2 separate regions of the Drosophila melanogaster genome follow, and region 2 is linked to region 1. The links are chromatin contacts, called in public targeted proximity ligation maps. All regions are on one chromosome and are shown on one strand. The core of a region is the stretch at or near the end of the contact, and the rest is flanking DNA. Distances in the headings are between cores, read along the strand shown. Region 1 holds the start of sowah (sosondowah). Region 2 holds the start of SmD1 (Small ribonucleoprotein particle protein SmD1).

Region 1 (3,549 bases), core at 561-3,060:
ATTTATTCAATTCGGCCTGTGCTGGTGGCAATTCGTGACATGGCTCTGGGAACTGACAGACAGTTGGGTGACCGACCAACCGACCGGCTTAGTTTGAGCCAGCCACTCTGCCACTCTGACATTCTGGCCATCTAGCATTCCGCCAGCAGTTCCACTTGAGGTGGCCCAAAGCCTGGGACAGCCACTGATGCATTGACAATAATTGCTCGGGGTTTCCAGGGCCAGCAGATCTAATCTGACCCTGATTTGTAGCGGAATATCAGCCTGTTTCTTTGTCATATACAGTGATGGGAAAGCAAATATTTTTTTTTTAATCCCATTATACAGTGTATATACGCTAAGAACTACTTTAAGTTGCCAGATATATATGAAATTATGAAGGTCATCCTTATCACTAAACGAAGAATTCGATGTAAATAATAGAAATCGTTCCTCTTTAGTTTAAACAAAGGCGTGAGTGAGATTATAGAACATTAACAAATATGATTCAACAAAGTTGATTACAGTGTGTAGTCTATGATGGATTGAAAAAAGCAGCTGGTTAAGTGGAACAACGTCTTCAGATATTTTTGCCACAGTGGACAGCTCATATAAAAACCTTCATAGCTCTGTGATAATTAATCACAACTAAGCCGTGCAAAAAACGTCGCATATTTGAATTGTCTTGTAGCGAATCTTCCCACTGACGCACAGGAAATGGAACGCATTGGAACAAAGCTGGGAGGGAAGGGCCCGAAAGACACCCGCACCCGAGCCGAGCCCGCATGATGGCTAATGCCCTGGCTTAACCGGTTCTGTGGCACTCACCTTCTCTGGCTTCTTCTTAGCTGGCGGCGATATGATTTTAGCCTCTTCTTCAGACGCCATCCGATTAAATTTGCGCGTGGCCTCCTTCACGCTGATGGGATTCTCGGCCACATCGCCTACGGCGGCGGGAGCTGTGGGATCAGCCATCTCCGGCTTTTCAATGGAAGTGCTGGACGCCGAGGAGGCCTCCGAGGAGAAGGAGAAACGTGGTATGTTCTCCTTGTTGTCGATCACATCGATGGAATTCGATCGAGACGTTTTCTCCGGCTTCTCCTGCTGATCCAGATCCTCGGACTTGACCGACGTTCGCCTCTCCAAGCGTGCTGGCTCAATGCGCTTTATGGCAGCCGTGAATTCGTCCACGCACTCCTGGTAATTCTCCTGGTGCTCCTTGGCAATGGAAACGGCTGGCGGAGAGGTGACCATGGGCGGCGGTTTATATGGCGGTGGCTGCCTCATGGGCGAGTCAAAGTTAAGAGATGCGCCGCCGGGACTTGAGGGCTCCGGAATACCAGATGCGGCGGCCACCGCGCGCTCCACAACCTCATCCGTGGGGCATTCGTTTACGTATTTCTTGCGCAATATCAAAAACTTCTGATTGTTCTCGTTCTTGATGGTGGACAGCAGTGTGACATAGGTCTTGAATCGCTTGCGAGCCTCATCTGCAATTAATCATTGGGAACATCCATGTGAAAACCAAGTCAATATGGGTTTTCTTGGCCATTCAACAGGTCCCAAATCCCAAATTCGAAAGACAAACACAAATGACTCACTTTGCGACTGCGGGTGAGTTAGGAATTTCTTGAAGTGCTTCACCAAGGCGTGATTTGTCACCTTGCACTCGTTTGCCAACATGTAATTACGGATCTCCGCAACGGATAACTCCTTCGGTAGCTCCATTGCACTTTAAATCTCACTTTAAAACACTTTTAAACGCGAAATAAGTAAAAAATAAACACAACAAACAAAAACATTTGACCAGGGCACTGTGCACACTGCGAATGTTGCAGCCCTCATGCTTCGCGGAAAAAAGCTCGCTGATTTCGCTAGCTGACAGAAGGCTGGTTGGCGTGTAACTCATAACATGGAATGATTTTTCGAGTTTTAATAATTTTAAAAACAATACATTAAAGCAAGGAAACAAATATATACTTTTCGCACTTCAAATTACATAATAAAAACTATTGATTAAACACTTTTACTTGATTTAGGTAAATAACAATTACTTTCGATACCGTTCAGCATGCAAATCTCATTTAATCTCACCATATATGAAGTGATTCATATAAATATATATGATAAAATAAAAATGATAAAAATAAAAAAGTTAAAAAAAGAAATTGGGACAATTTATGCCCGCGAAATACTTTTTTATTTCTTCTAAAACATTTTCAAGCCGTAGCCGTAGGTGAGTTAAAAAACACTTTTTCGAAATGAGTAATATAATTTAAACCAATGAGTTTGCTTTGGTGTGCCAAATATTATGATAAATGTTTTTAAACCAAGTACGAAAAGGTAAACGAAAGGCTCGTAATCAATGTTGAATTCCCTTCGGCATGCGAACTTGTAAATCAGACAGTGGTAGTTAATTTGCATAAAATTTAACTTCAGTTGAATCCATCTGGCTCGAAGTATCTTCCGCATGCAAAGAATTATTAAAACAGTTCCGAATTAATTCCTGAGACACAGCCAAATGTAAATTCAGGGGCGGATCGAGCGGAGTAGGTAGCCCCAATCCCCCATCGAAATCGGGGAGTTAACTATGCAGTACGTGTATGTGGGGCACAAAACGAGTTGATTTCCATCTCAATTGGCCAAAATGGTTTGGCTGGGAGGCTGGGTTCGGGTTTTGGGCCATGTATGTGTGGGCCAATTTGTTGAATCGACGTCATTTATCATCCGCAGAGCAGAGTTCTAGCCGAAAGGAAGCCACAGCCGATGACAGTGACAATGGCGCATCTGGATACACAGATTGGGATTGTATCTTTCACTTGCATTTCAAGATGCAAATGTCAAGACGTGTTGTACTCTGGATATCCTTTCCTTCCCTTTCCGAAACCCGCCCCCTCCCACCACCGTCACAGGATTCAATTCCAGAATGCCTCGATGGCGCAGATGCGCACTAATTTGTATGCCCGCACTCTTTGGATTCGTTATCCGTTGGTTAAATGGCTAAATGTATCTTTGGCAGCCTGCTCGCCTCATAAATGTGCCCAAATAAATTACCCTTATTTATCATTTTATTTGGGGTTCCATATTAAGTCGAGTTTCGCCACGAGCGAGAGTATATAACTCATGTTTGTTTAAGGTATTTGCTTGCTAATTTGCTAAAACACAATAAATGCTACTAAAAAATATTTATGCAAATAAATAAAGATTGAGGTAAAAGGGAATTCAGTTCGGAATTTATTAAAAGATTATGTATTTCTTTACTATCATTCAAATTTCGATGGATTTTTATACAATGCGAATCGAGTTCATATGAATTTATGTTAATAACGCATATTATTTAGTTAAATCATATTATCATATTATCTACAATGTTTCATATTACTCGTATTACTTTTTATTTGTATATATCTATGTTTTGTATCCATATTCAAAACTAAGATAGTAGTAATGATTTCACATAAACTATAATTAGTCCATGCTTGAAAACCCGACATTTCAATGCGATGAAGTTGCGAGTGCTCCTTGGAGGACATTAATTAACTAAAAGCTTTTCCTACTACCAGCAACTCC
Region 2 (3,549 bases), core at 694-3,193, 160 kb after region 1:
TATGGTGCACGATTATTAAACAAACAAACTTAGTATGCAAAGCAAAGCAACAACAGCTGCAGCCAAAATCACATTCTCAATTAAACCATAAACGAACAAATATATACAAATTCCCGGCTCTGACCAGACTTCAAAGGAAAGCAATAGAGCTGTGAAGCTTGAGCAATTGTGAACTTGAGTTAAAAATATAAAATAAAAAATTGTGTTATCAAAAGACATTCCTAATTTAAATTTTAAGATTTAAAATTGGCGCCTTACTTTTAGCGGGTATCCGAACCCGAATAGCGATAATTGATCGGAGCAAGTTCCACAATTTGACATTTCGATATATTATCGGAACCGGTTCAACCTGCCTTTGAAAACTTAAACAAATCACTTATATTTTTTTGTCCTTAATAATGGGTTTTAAAGTGAGGGTTACTCCATTATCCCTATATCTATTGTTTCTTTTGATATGTTTTCCAATCCGTTACTTAAAGTAGAATCTCTTAAGTTAACCAGTTTTAAGGCGATGCCCATTTCATGGGTTTAACATTGTCGTTTGTTTCATTGTTCACCACGCATCCTAATGGCAGTAGTAAATATATTTGAATCTATAGCCTAGCTTAAGTAACACAGTTTTCTCCTACTATTGTTGAACATTTGAAAGACATTTTGTGCGTCCAAAAACAATTAAAAGTATAAAAAAGCGTTTTTACAAACTTTCAAACATTTTTAATCATAATTTAATGGCGGGAGTCTTCTTTCAATTTGTTGCCAAGTAAACACATTTTTCCTGAGCTACTACACAGAGTGATTTTTAACAATATACATATTCAGATGGAGTTTCTTTACTAGCTGAAGACATTTGTCAGTTGTTCGTACATAGTAAATGCATACAGTGTGGATTTATCCAAAGAATATTTATATTCTATATTTATCGAATATTGTTTATTAGATGTAGCTGTTACAAAGATTAACGTCGGCCTGAAGCTCGGCCCCTTCCGCGACCCCGTGGACCACCTCGTCCGCGGGCGCCTCTGCCCCTGCCGCGATTTCCCACGCGGCCGCTGTCCTTCTTTTTTGTCTTCGACTTCGGGGTGTCGTCGATGAGGAGCGTCTCCAGCGGCAGGCTGTCCGGCAGTATAAAGTATCTGATGTTGTTGCCGCGAATGCTCAGCGTCTCCAGGTGGACGGGATCCCGGTTCTTGATCGTCATCCGAACGCTCTTCAGGTGAGTGTTCATGGCCACATCCACGCCGGTAATGGTGCCGTGGATCTGGGTGCCGTTCTTCAGTTCGATGGTCACGGTCTCGTGACTTAGCTTCATAAGGAATCTGTAATGCATCAACGGGAAGATTAGTAAACGAAATTAAGGAAATCCCTGTTGCAAAGATGCAGCATTTCAGAGATGCAAGGCTATTATAGGTAGAAACAAATATCTTATTGGGTGATTGAAAAATGAGATACAATAAGGTGTATGCAAGCAGCCTTTATGATGAAATATACTTAGTAGAGCCTTTACTTTTAGCAAATTAGTACGAATTTAAAGGTAGCTTGTATTTGGTGGCCTTGGATTAAGAGCGTTGATTGCATTGAATATAGTTATGCAAAATGCTACTTAAAGTGCAAGAATTGTTACCAGATACAAGTAAATAATGGAAAACTATTATAATAACAGATCAAAACAACATTCGTATTAAATTAAATTTTGTGTACAAAAACAACAAATGGGAGCATCGCTTTTGCATGCATACATGTGTGCAGAATCGCAGAACTCAAAAACTGAATGAAACTATACTGCACGCATTGCTAACAAGTTTAGTTTTAGTTTAGGTAAATGACGCATAACATACCTTACTAATTTCATGTTTTTATGTGTTTTTGGTGGTTTTCTGCAAAAAAAAACGCGCACAAACAATGCCGGCTAGTTTACTTGGAATTTGGTGGTTGCGGTGAACTGTTGTATCGTGTGCTAAGATAGCAACGCTCATTGGTATTGTAAAATATATCGGCTACCAAACGGAATCGTAATAAAAGTGAATATGAAGTAATAAATGAATTAATGCATTCCAGAAATAAATTATAAATTTGCAACAATTAAGTAACAATTAATGTCATACTGCTCTATAAATAAATACTTGTGTCTTATTAATTACTCATGTTAATAAATACGATTACGATTATATTATTATAATATACGATTATATTCCAATTCAGTTGTTCCAAATCCCTTGGTAACCGCAGCCAAGGGTACATATTCGACTGACTTATCGATAACGCCGCATATCGCGAAAAAAAAACAATCCAGTGTTAAGAAAATAACGATTAATACTTATTCGCGGTCGCCGTCTATTAACTGGTTTTTAATAAAACACATTTGTCGGTGTTTTGCACTCGCCGCGACATTAGTTCAACGCAGTAGAGCTTTTTAACTCAACGCAGACATCGAATATAATTTTTGACATATGTATTTATCCGGCTCGGAGTGAGAAATTAGCAAGCCATGGCGTTACTCTACCGACGCATGTCGATGCTATTAAATATAATTCTTGCATATATTTTCCTTTGTGCGATATGTGTGCAAGGATCTGTGAAACAAGGTAATGTTTCAAAAACTCAGACGAACATCATAATTGGTACATACATACGTACATCAAGAACCGTTTGTGGGTGTCAACAAATTGCAATGTCTCATTTTTTTTTTGTGTTGTTTTTGCAAATGTGAATGGAGTGTTTTACATTAAGTTGGAAACTGGAATTATCATTTGATATGGTGGTTAACAAGACGGTTGTATAGTTCTTAGATACAGTAGCACTCGAACTATGTCGGTAACGCCCAAAGATTACGGCGATGGGGTGAGATTTCAATTGGGGCTAAACAAAAGTAGTCGCGCATACATATGTACACACTTCCCGGTACATACATACGTTTTATGTTTCTGCGTACATACTTATGTACATCTATCTGATTTATCTGAAATATAATCACATATATATATATTTGTAATATTTCTTCAGCTAAATACGTGTTGATTCCGAAATTACGCCGGATTACTACCGCGAGTTTTATGGCCAATATTGTGGGTGTAGTTTCATTTTTATGTCTGGCTTTTACCGCCCATCCAGAAAAACCTTTCTTGGTGTCCATCATAAAACTTAAAATTTAATAGGAAAGTTAAATAAGAAATTTTCCTTCAATATAGTTCTAATTTGAATATTTTACTAAATCGCATAAAACCCGGAAGCTATAATCAGATTTAAATATACACAACCATTAATCAGGAAGATATATTTTAAGTCTAACATATTTTTAGGCTGACAGAAGCATGTTGCTACTAGATCGGTGTAATTTCTATAATTACGTCTATATACAAAACTGATAATTATTTTAATGAAATTTATTTACAGAGTGGGCAGAAATAGGTAAAAACGTATCTCTAGAGTGCGCATCTGAAAACGAAGCAGTAGCATGGAAGCTGGGCAACCAAACTATTAATAAAAACCATACAAGGTTAGTAACTTATTGCACAAGCATCTAAAAATATTTCTGCCCCCATAAAGATGGAA

Evidence for each region.
Region 2: a targeted proximity ligation map of the Kc167 cell line shows a contact between it and region 1, with 5 times the contacts expected there. A contact is called at or near these places in 3 of 107 Hi-C or Micro-C datasets (the S2 cell line, embryo and larval central nervous system) and 1 of 7 datasets of targeted methods (the Kc167 cell line).

The regions. Positions count from the first base shown.
Region 1 is chr3L:12,570,732-12,574,280 of dm6, forward strand. sowah (sosondowah) reads right to left here and starts at 1,811. Exons shown (of 12, transcript NM_168503.5): 1 at 1,581-1,811; 2 at 808-1,469. The coding sequence starts at 1,707.
Region 2 is chr3L:12,732,668-12,736,216 of dm6, forward strand. It overlaps SmD1 (Small ribonucleoprotein particle protein SmD1), which reads right to left and starts at 1,944. Exons shown (of 2, transcript NM_080035.3): 1 at 1,836-1,944; 2 at 697-1,316. The coding sequence starts at 1,849. The coding sequence ends at 956. Ptp69D (Protein tyrosine phosphatase 69D) reads left to right here and starts at 2,278. Exons shown (of 12, transcript NM_176324.2): 1 at 2,278-2,582; 2 at 3,391-3,493. The coding sequence starts at 2,486.